Linked DNA regions of Rattus norvegicus: region 2 is linked to region 1. Evidence: chromatin contacts called from public Hi-C data. All regions are on one chromosome and are shown on one strand. The core of a region is the stretch at or near the end of the contact, and the rest is flanking DNA. Distances in the headings are between cores, read along the strand shown.

What was found. A called contact is a pair of places that touch in the nucleus more often than the background predicts.
Region 2: a contact with region 1 is called in a Hi-C map of Schwann cells, with 3 times the contacts expected there. The contact joins the promoter of Hnf1a here to the promoter of Cabp1 in region 1. A contact is called at or near these places in 3 of 12 Hi-C or Micro-C datasets (Schwann cells, mammary epithelial cells and psoas muscle).

The regions. Positions count from the first base shown.
Region 1 is chr12:47,082,317-47,086,989 of GRCr8, reverse strand. Cabp1 (calcium binding protein 1) reads right to left here and starts at 1,698. Exons shown (of 6, transcript NM_001033676.1): 1 at 1,042-1,698. The coding sequence starts at 1,635. It overlaps LOC134481303 (a long non-coding RNA gene), which reads left to right and starts at 1,811. Exons shown (of 4, transcript XR_010056804.1): 1 at 1,811-2,264.
Region 2 is chr12:47,304,918-47,309,779 of GRCr8, reverse strand. Hnf1a (HNF1 homeobox A) reads right to left here and starts at 3,535. Exons shown (of 10, transcript NM_012669.1): 1 at 3,060-3,535. The coding sequence starts at 3,385.

The DNA.
Region 1 (4,673 bases), core at 449-2,948:
TTGAAAAGAAGTGAGCAGATCTGAAGCAAAACACACGCGGCCTCCTTGTAGTACTGATCCCGCACAGCAAGCCGGGAGCTTGAGGTGGTTATCTTTGCCTTAGATCCTGCCACAGAAACGCTTAGACCCCCTGCGTCTAAAACCATGCCAGCCAGCATTCTGCAGTTCAGCGCCTCTGCTGAACTGCCTCCCTCCGTGAGTTCGATTCAATTACAGGCTCGGAACTAGAGGAAATCTTGGCTTCGCTCAGAAGTTCAAGGGTTCCTGTCTCCCCTGCGACACAACCCCCCACTGTAGCCTTGAGCTGTTTGTAAACGCCTGGCTGACTGGAGTCCTTGCGGGCAAAGGCGTGCGAGGAACAAAAACGAGTCGCCGGTGACCTCTTAGTGGCCTTCCTGACCCTAGACACAAGAACTCAGGCTTACATTTTCTCGGTCTTATCCCACAATTGCCTAACTGTCATCCAGATGGCATCCCTGGAATACCACCTTTCCTAAAACATTCTCAAGTTCCAGATAGAGCCGTAGCCCTGGGCAGACCCTTCATGCCTGCCCAGACATCTCTTCTCCTCCCCATTTTTCCAATCCCCTAACTTTCTCCAGACCTTTGAAGACACTCTAAGTCACGGCTATTAGAAATTCATATGCAAACAACTCAGCGGACTCCCAGGTCCTCCCCTCTGCCGCTCAGACTGCAAGCCCTTCGCTCCTTTGGGTCGCCAGAGGCCAGAGGAGCGGGTTGGCGCCGCCTGCTCCAAGCGCTGCTCACGACCCCGGAAAATCTCCGGGGAGGATTGCGGAGGTCGCTCCTGCAGGTGCGAGGCAGGCTCGGCTGAGCAGAGCTCAGGAAGAGGCCCGGAGTGTGGACAGCGCACAGGGTGCTGAATCAGACACGGGGGTGGCGGAGTGCCAGGGCCGCGGGAGGACAGGATGAGCCGAGGTGCGCCCCGACTGGGCAGAGCGAGCAGGGCCGGGGACGCGCCGCCGCCGTAGGGTCCCGAGCGCCGGTGCCCCGAGCGCGGGCGAGGGGCGCGGCCCTTACCTGACCGAAGGCGGAGCTGAGCATGGGGCGCAGCTGGTGGAGGAACGGGTCCGCCTCGGGGGTGCCAGCGGGAGCCGGGTCCCCGCGACCCCGCGATCGCAGGGAGCCCCGTAGACTGAGAGCCGGCGCCAGCCCCCGTTCCTCCCCATCGCGCCCGCGGGCCGGCGGTAGCGTCTCCCGGGGCCTGCAGTGCGCCTGGGGCAGCCCACGCCGGCTCCCGCGCGCGCCCTCGTCCCGCGGCACCGGCCGGCACAGGGGCCTCCGCGAGCTGGGGTCCCCGCACGTTGCAGGCGAGTCGGGGCAGGGACCGGGCAGCCTGCGGCCACGCAGCCCGGGGTCCCGCGCAGAGCTGTGGCGGGGAGCCCGGCTGCCCCCGCTCGCCGCCGCCGCCTTGAGCAGCGACGTCTTGGACTCGCTCTTGGCGATGTGCGAGCTCATCGCGGCGGGGCCCGCGCTCGCATGGCCCGGCGGGGGTGGCGCGGGGCCCCCGGAGGGCAGGGAGCGGGGCGCCCGGCGGGAGCCGAGCCCGAGGACGCGCTGCAGGCGGGCGCCGTCCCCTGGCCGCTTAAATGCGGCCCCGTCGCCGCCGCCCATGTGACAGCGCAGCCTCTGCGCCCGGAGCCTCGAGCTCCCGGCGGCCGGCGCTGCGGATCTGGGGGGGCAGCCTGCTGTCCCCCGAGAGCCCACCCCCGGCTCTCCCGCGGCCCAGGTGCCGCCGCGCCCCGCCCCTCGCCCCGCCCCGCGCTCAGGGAGTCCCGCTTCCGGGCGCCTCTGGTGGCCAAGGGGGCGCTGCGGCACTGAACAGGAGCACGAGGGAAGGGGCTGGCTAACCTCCCCCAAGGAGACTGGCGGAGCCCCTTATCATTCCCGGAGGATCCCTCAGTGCCCCGGATTGGCCGGTCGCCCCCAAAGTCAAGCAAGGGTGAACTTTCCAGAGAGAACAACTTTGGCCATAGGACCAAAGGGGTGCAGGACGCTAGAGGATCAGCCAGGAGGCAGGCACTCTGTGACACCACCCAGACAAACGCAGGAACCAGATGACCTGGAAGGATAAAGCTAGGAGTGTACCTATGCCGCTTTCATCCGCCTTCCACACAGTGTAATCGGGACTAGGATTGCCCAGGCAAGCCAGCCACAGAATTTACAGTTGACCCAAGAGGAGCCAGGTGGCGTCTGGCTGCAGCTACCTGTCCTGGAAGTTCGTGGTGGTGGTCAAATTCCAGGTAGGACCTACTTGCTATGCTTCTTTCTCTGTCCAACCACCTCCTGCCCTTCTAGCTGTAGAGAGACTCCTGCCCTTGGTAGGCAGCCAGGAAGTCACACTGGGCTGGTTTCAATCTTAAATCCCAGCTCTGCGGCTTGCCCCATCTGGGTAGCTTGGGCAAGTGTCATCACCCTCCCTGAGCCTGTTTCCTCTCTTCTGTGAAGCGCAAATGATTCTTTCAAACTAATTTCGGGGTGACATCAGAAGACACGGTGCACACGAAAGACCCGAGCGGGAGCTGGGACAGGGCGCCCATGCGGTGAGCAGCCTCTATCTGGTCTGTACCTCCTGAGGCCCTTGTACCAAGGTGCTAAGTAGTAGGGGAGTTAAGATTTGGAGGTGAGGACCTCTGTGTTCTAGACTCTGCCCATGCTCCGTCCCTACATCCTGCTCACTGCTTAGCCTCTTTAGGATCGATGGTCAGACTCCCAAAAGAACGCGGGCTTCGAGGAGGACCCTCTTTTCTGCATGGACACGTGCAAGAAAGGTGGATTGGGATGTGGTGGCACAGGCCCGCAATCCCAGCAGGATTGCTACGACCTGGAGGCCAGCTTGGGCTTCGGAGTAAGAACCTGTTTAAATATTTTGACTCTTGAGGAAAAAAAAAAAAAAGAAAGAAAAAGAAAACCTGGGTGTGGTGGCTCGTGCCTGTGCACGCAAGCACGCACGCACGCACGCACGCACACACACACACACACACACACACGCGCGCACACGTCTGTAATCCCTTGGGAGTTACAAACAGGAGGATGAGAATAAAGAGTTCTAGGCCAGGCTGGGCTACGTGAGACCCTTTCATAAAAATGAATGAATGAATGAATGAATGAATTTAACAGGCAAGGTGACACGCATATTTAATCCCAACACTCAGAAGACAGAGGCAGACAGACCTCTATGAGGCCATCATAGTCTACAGAGTTATAGACCGGTCAGGGCTACATAGAGAGACATGTCTCAAAGCGAGCACACAAACAATTACGAACAAACCAACCAACCCCAGGATGGCCCGGGAAAGCAATTTCACAGAACAAAAATGAACAAGGAAATGAAGCAGCATTTGGGGGATTAAAAGACGACGTATGCACGACATAAACCTCAGGAGATGAAGAACCGAGCGGAATCCCTCAGGAGCCGATAAGCAGCAAGGGATGACTGTAAATCCCTGCTGTGCGTGTCTGCCGCTCGCTAACCTTTGTGAAGCCTAAACACCCCTGAGACAAACCTGGTTGGCCAGCCGCTCTTGTTGGAAACCCAAAGGAAGCTGGATATCTCGCGCACGGTTATTAACACAAGTGAAATAAACCAGAGTTACGCTCAGAGACTAAATGGCTGAGACATCTGTATTCCCACCCCAGATAATCCTGGGTGCAGGCTGGAGTTCCATTCCATGTGTAACGTCTGTGAATTTGCTCGGCACCGACACATATGTATGCGACCAGGTACCATACCTGGAATCTGCCACCCAAAGATGTGCCCGACTCAGTCAGCAAATACCTGTCCGTGCGTCCAGCCCTGCAAGGGTTGGAACTTGGGCCTAGCGTATGCTGGGCGACCACTCTGACGGTCCGCTATGCCCCCAGACTAGATGGTGTCACTGGACGGCAGACACCTCTGCGTATGAAGTAAAAGAAACAGTTGTGTCTCCATCTGGGGAAAGATGGATCTGACCAAGCAGATGGATTCAGTATCCGGAGGAGAAGAGAGCTTGCTGTGTTCAAGAAGCCACCAGATAAGGAGGGCTGAAGGTGGGGGAGGGGAAGGCAGGGGCTAGAAGCCGCATCACCCCATCACCGTGGGCGTGAGTGGAAATATGGCAGCAGGCAGGTCTCGTTCCAAAGTGCAGGGGAGAGGTGCTGAGGCCGGACTGGGGCGACAGTTGGTGGAGGAGGTGTGAGAAGGGGTGAGACTCATGAGATGTCCAAAGAATGGTAAGATCCAGACGGGCAGGGTGGCAGGTGTCTGAAACCCCAGAACTCTGGAGGCTGACACTGTAGAACCTGGGGGTCAAGATCATCCTTGGCCACACAGAGTTTGAAACCAGCCTGGGTTATGAGAAACCCTGACTCAAAGCAACACAAGCAAAATGTCATATCCATTCCTTCTTCTTTATTCTCCAGGAAACACACATACACACACCACACACACACACACACACACACACACACACACACCACACACACCACACACACCACACACACACCACACACACCACACACCACACACATACCACACACCACACACATACACACCACACACACCACACACACACCACACACACATACACACACACACCACACACACCACACACCACACACCACACACACACCACACACCACACACACACCACACACACACACATAGCACACAC
Region 2 (4,862 bases), core at 2,286-4,785, 220 kb before region 1:
GGGACAGAGCTGGCTTGGGAACCAAGGCAGGGCACTGTCCGCTGAAGCATCCGGCCTGCTCCCCAGCTGCTGAGTTCCTGGCTGGGAGAATCCTGCGGCTGCTCGGCTGGGACTGGGGGCATCAGGAAACAGCAAGGTTGGGGGTTAAGCAGTTAGCAAATGGGAAAGTCCTGCAAGGGCCTCTAGGATAGAACTCTGGGTCCCAAGAGCTCCCCCAGGGAGGAGTAGGAGGTGCGTGGATGTGTATATGTGTGTGTGTGGGGGGGGGGTGTCTAGTCTCTCGCTCAGCTCACTCATGCCTGGTGTCTGTTATGGCTGGATGAGGGAGAGGAGCGGACATCACGAGCTTTTCCCCTGAAGATGTTTTCTTTCTTTTCTTTTCTTTTTTTTTTTTTTTTTTGGTTCTTTTTTTCGGAGCTGGGGACCGAACCCAGGGCCTTGCGCTTCCTAGGTAAGCGCTCTACCACTGAGCTAAATCCCCAGCCCCCTGAAGATGTTTTCAAATCAGGAGACAAGGAATGAACACAGAGACAATTAGGGGGCAGGAGAAACTAAGAGGGAGCACCAAAGGAGAGAGGAGCAGGGGCGGCCCCATGCAGAGAGGGAGGCCAAGATGCTCAGAGCCAAGGAGAAAGGGAGAAGTGGGTCCCGCGCAGGAAGACTGGAGCAGGCAGCGCTGAGTGTGCGCGCATCCAGGACTTGCAAAGCCAGCATGAGGGATCAAAAGAAGGGATAATGAGCGAGTGAGCGTAGGGAGGCTAGGGGGAGGGGAGGGGATAGAACTAGAACTAAGAGAATTTGCCTTTACTCTGTCTACCTGCTGACCCTGAGGGAGGGGAGGGAAAGGGTCTTGCCCAAGGTCACGTGGTAGACAAAGGATGGGGCTCTAGGAGGAGAGCTGAGGTGTCTGCGGTGGCCTCGAACGCCATGGGGTGGGGGTGGGGGTGGGACCTGAGACCCCAGACCCACCTCTCCCTCTTCCAAATCTTCCAAAGGTAGACCTTGGAATCAACAGCTACCATGGGGAGTTGCTTCTTTCTACCAACCCTTCCAGCCTCAACTTGCCCACTAGCCAGGCCCTCCTCAGGGGTCCTCCAGCCCTCTCCCCAGAGTCTCCCCCCACCCCGTCCTGAAACTAGAGGCCCCCACTTTTTGTCCCTGGGGACATGTTCAGGTCCCCTTTGTTACCTGAACAATAAGTAACCCGGGTAGTTAGTTATAAACTCCGCAGGAACAAGAAGCTGGTTGATAATTTATAGCAACATCTCGAATTTAAATGGAAAGCAAATAGCTCGCTGTTAGCATTAAAGAAAGGCAACCTGGGAGGGACACGCTCCAGCCTCCTCTCAGCTCAGCCTCTCTCCCCTGCCCCTTCATCAAGCTGCTCAGAGACCCTCTCTTTTCCTGGCTCTTCTGCTCTCCCCAGCTCCCCCAGCCCTCTTCTTCCCTCTCATCCTCCTCCTCACCGCCCTTGTCCCCTCTGCCTCCGGGATTCTTCTGGTTACCCCCAAGGAAGCACTTTGACCTCTGCTCCAGCTGCTGTGGACCAAGCTCCCCTTCAACCCCCACGGCCCCCAGCATGGGGGCTGCTGAACAAGAGGTCCTACCTAGCCAGGTAAGAAGACTCTTGGCCTCCCTGGCCCCTCCGCCTCATACTAAGCCCCCAGTCCCACCTGGGGCCCCTGAACGGGTCAGGCCCAGCTCCACCCTATCCAGGTTCCTTGCGCCCTGGTTCTGGTAATACTTGGCCCTTTGCCCCTCCCCTGCAGCGAGGCAGCACTTTGCCCTCCACTTTCTGCCAAGTCAGGGGGCCTGGCTGCTCCTCTGCCCCTTGCCTAAGGCCCTGGGAGGCTCTGCGACACTTCCAGAAATGCCGGGATCCACCAGCCCTCCCCCACCCCAAGTCAGGATCAGGACCTTGGACAGAAAAGAGGCTGCTTCCGGAGTGTTCTTGGGAGATTGTCCCCAAACTCCTCAGCCAGCCCTCAGGCCCCTCCTTCACAGCTCTTTCCCCAATCTGAGCCTCAGTTTCCCTATCTGAAAAGCTGGTTTATTAACCGCTTCCTTCTGGGGGGCTCATCTCTACATCATGGCGATTTAGGCACCGCAAAACCCCACAAGAAAATAGGAAACTGGGTGATAATCTCAGGAAACTGTGGAGGCTTTGGGACGTGGGGGTGGTAGTATTCCCCACGGCCCCCAAGTTACCTTTCCCCCACCTTGGTGTTCCCGTTCTCCACCCCCCCAACTGGGCATCTCCCAGCCACCGTCCCTACAAGTTAATGATCACAGGCCTTATCAGGGCCTTTTGCTATTTATAAATTTATAAAACAAAAGAAATAATAGCGCGCATGGGTAATTAGTAACCAGGGTGGCTTTGCTGAGGAGAGGGGAGGCATTGAAATTGGGACCCACCCAACACTCCAGGAGATGGGGAGCCAGACAACAGATGAGGAGGGCTGGTATGGGGAGGCCTCTAAACCTGCTATCTGACCAAGTTGGGGTCAGGGGGTGGAGGGAACGGCACCTGGCCATGCATGGAAGCTGCCAGCCCTCAGCTCCATCTGCCTCAGGTAAGAAATCCAGGCGTACCCAGCCACATGCTTAAGGCCCTGGCAGATCAGGAAATCCCCTAAAACGCCAACATCAGCCCAGCCTCCTCAGACGCTTTCGGGTCCCTAAACCTGGGCTCTGACCCCCTAGCAAAGAAGGTGGAATTTGTGGGAGCCACAGGCGACCACCCTGGGGAAGGATTTCTACCACCCGCTGGTTCTCCCACCATATTCTTGGGGTTCACTTCCTTTGTCCTCCGTTTCAAAGTGACCTCAGGCCTGTCCCGGTTTCCTAAGGACGTGGCTGCAAACAGGAAGCCCATGGGTATGGGGTACGTAGGACCAAACTGAGGGGTAGGTTCAACAAGAACCCCTTGACCACCAGCCTGAAGACCACAGCTCCCAAAGCCTCTAGGAGGGAAATGGAACTTGCCCGGAGCATAGGGAGCATAGACTGGGCCGCTATGAGTTCCTGCCCGGGTGCTGGGGACAGGGTGGGATCCTTACTGAAGAAGTGACTCCACCACGGCTTTCTGGTGGGCTGCCTCCTCTGGGCTGAGGTTCTCCAGCTCTTTCAGAATGGGTGGCGCGAAGTCTTCCCCATCGTCATCCGTGTCATCTTCCGAGCCACGCGTCTCCCCCAGGCCATTGGGCAGCTCGGTCAGGTCCCCTCGAGTCCCACCGCAGGACTCCCCCTTGTCCAGGGGACCATCTCCAACCATCAGGTAGGGCCCGGGCTCCCCCAGAGCCTGGATCAGAGCCTCTTTGCTCAGGCCCGACTCGAGCAGAGCAGCCAGGAGCTCCGTCTGCAGCTGGCTCAACTTAGAAACCATGGCTCCTCTACCGCCAGGCCACGCGGCCCAAGGCCACTGAGCTAGCCGCCTCCCCCACACACGGCCGGTGTCTACTGCTGGCAGTCAACGGACCAGGCTCGCTGCACCCACTGCTCCCCCAAATCCCACTAGTCAAGCCCTGTGGGCACCCCCAACCCCCAACCCTGGCCCCAGCGGCTAGTGAATCAGGGCCCCTGCCTGCTCTGTTTACATTGGAGCTGGGGAAATTCTCCAAGGTTCATATTTATCCGTGTGCTTAGCGAAGGGACTGAACTTTGGACTTCAGCCTTGCAAGTGCAGGCCTCACAGCAGCGAGAGGGACCGGACCGGGAGCCATGGCTTGCAATTGGGAGTGAGCAGAAGGGCGGGTGGGGGAGGTGGAGCGGGAACCAGGGGCGCAGGGAGAGAGGCACCAGGAGCCAGGAGGCCTCTGGGAGCAGCGCTGGTCCCACTGCCCAAGATGCCTTCCTCCTGGCGTAGAACTTTAAAAGCGTGTTTCTTTGGGCCCCTGGAACAGTAGGAAGCTCTGGGCCACTGGGCCAGTTCTCAAGGGCAGAATTAGGTCATATTTCCTGGAGGGAGTCACTGCACCTCCATCCTAGCCCAACCTTAGGCTTCCCGGGGGGGGGGGGGGGGGGGGGCGGGGTAAAGCCTGTGTTTTAGCACTTCAAACGTCTGTGTTGAGGATTGTACTGGGTTATGATGTGTTGCTTCTTATCATTGTGTGATCCCAACCGGGACATACGTATGTGTGTGTGTGTGTGTGTGTGTGTGTGTGTGTGTGTGCGAGTATGTGTCTCTCTGTGTGTGTTTATGTATCTGTGTGTGTGTCTGTGTGTGTATATGTCTGTGTGTCTGTGTATCTAATCTATATGTGTCTATATGTGTCTGTGTGTGTCTGTGCATCTGTATGTGTGAGTATGTGTGTGTATCTTTGTGTCTCTGTCTGTGTATGTGTCTATGTGTGTGTGCCTGTGTTTCTAAACTATGTATATATGTATCTGTGTGTGTGAGTGTATCTGTGTCTGTCTGTGTTTGTGTCTGTATGTCTGTGTATCTAATCAATGTGTGTATGTATCTCTCTGTGTGTCTGTGCGCACACACACATATTTATTGTTTTCCAAGACAGTCTTACTGTGTCATTCAGGCTGACCTTGAACTTCTGATCCTCCTGCCTCTACCTCCCAAGTGCTGGGATTGCAGGCCTGTACGGAAGTCAGTTTTTGAAATACTGGGGGTCAAGTCCAGGGCCTTGTATACACTAGGCAAGGACTCTACCATGAGCCAGCACCCCAGCCCCAAGCACCATTTTCATTTTTCTCAAGTATCATTTTCATCAGTCTTACTTAACAAAAGCACTTAATACTTTTTAATCTTTTTGAGTGTGTGTGTGTGTGTGTGTGTGTGTGTGTGTGTGTGTGTGTGACAGCTCCAGTGTGGCGGTCAGGGAACAACTTCAGGAATCACCTCTCTCTCT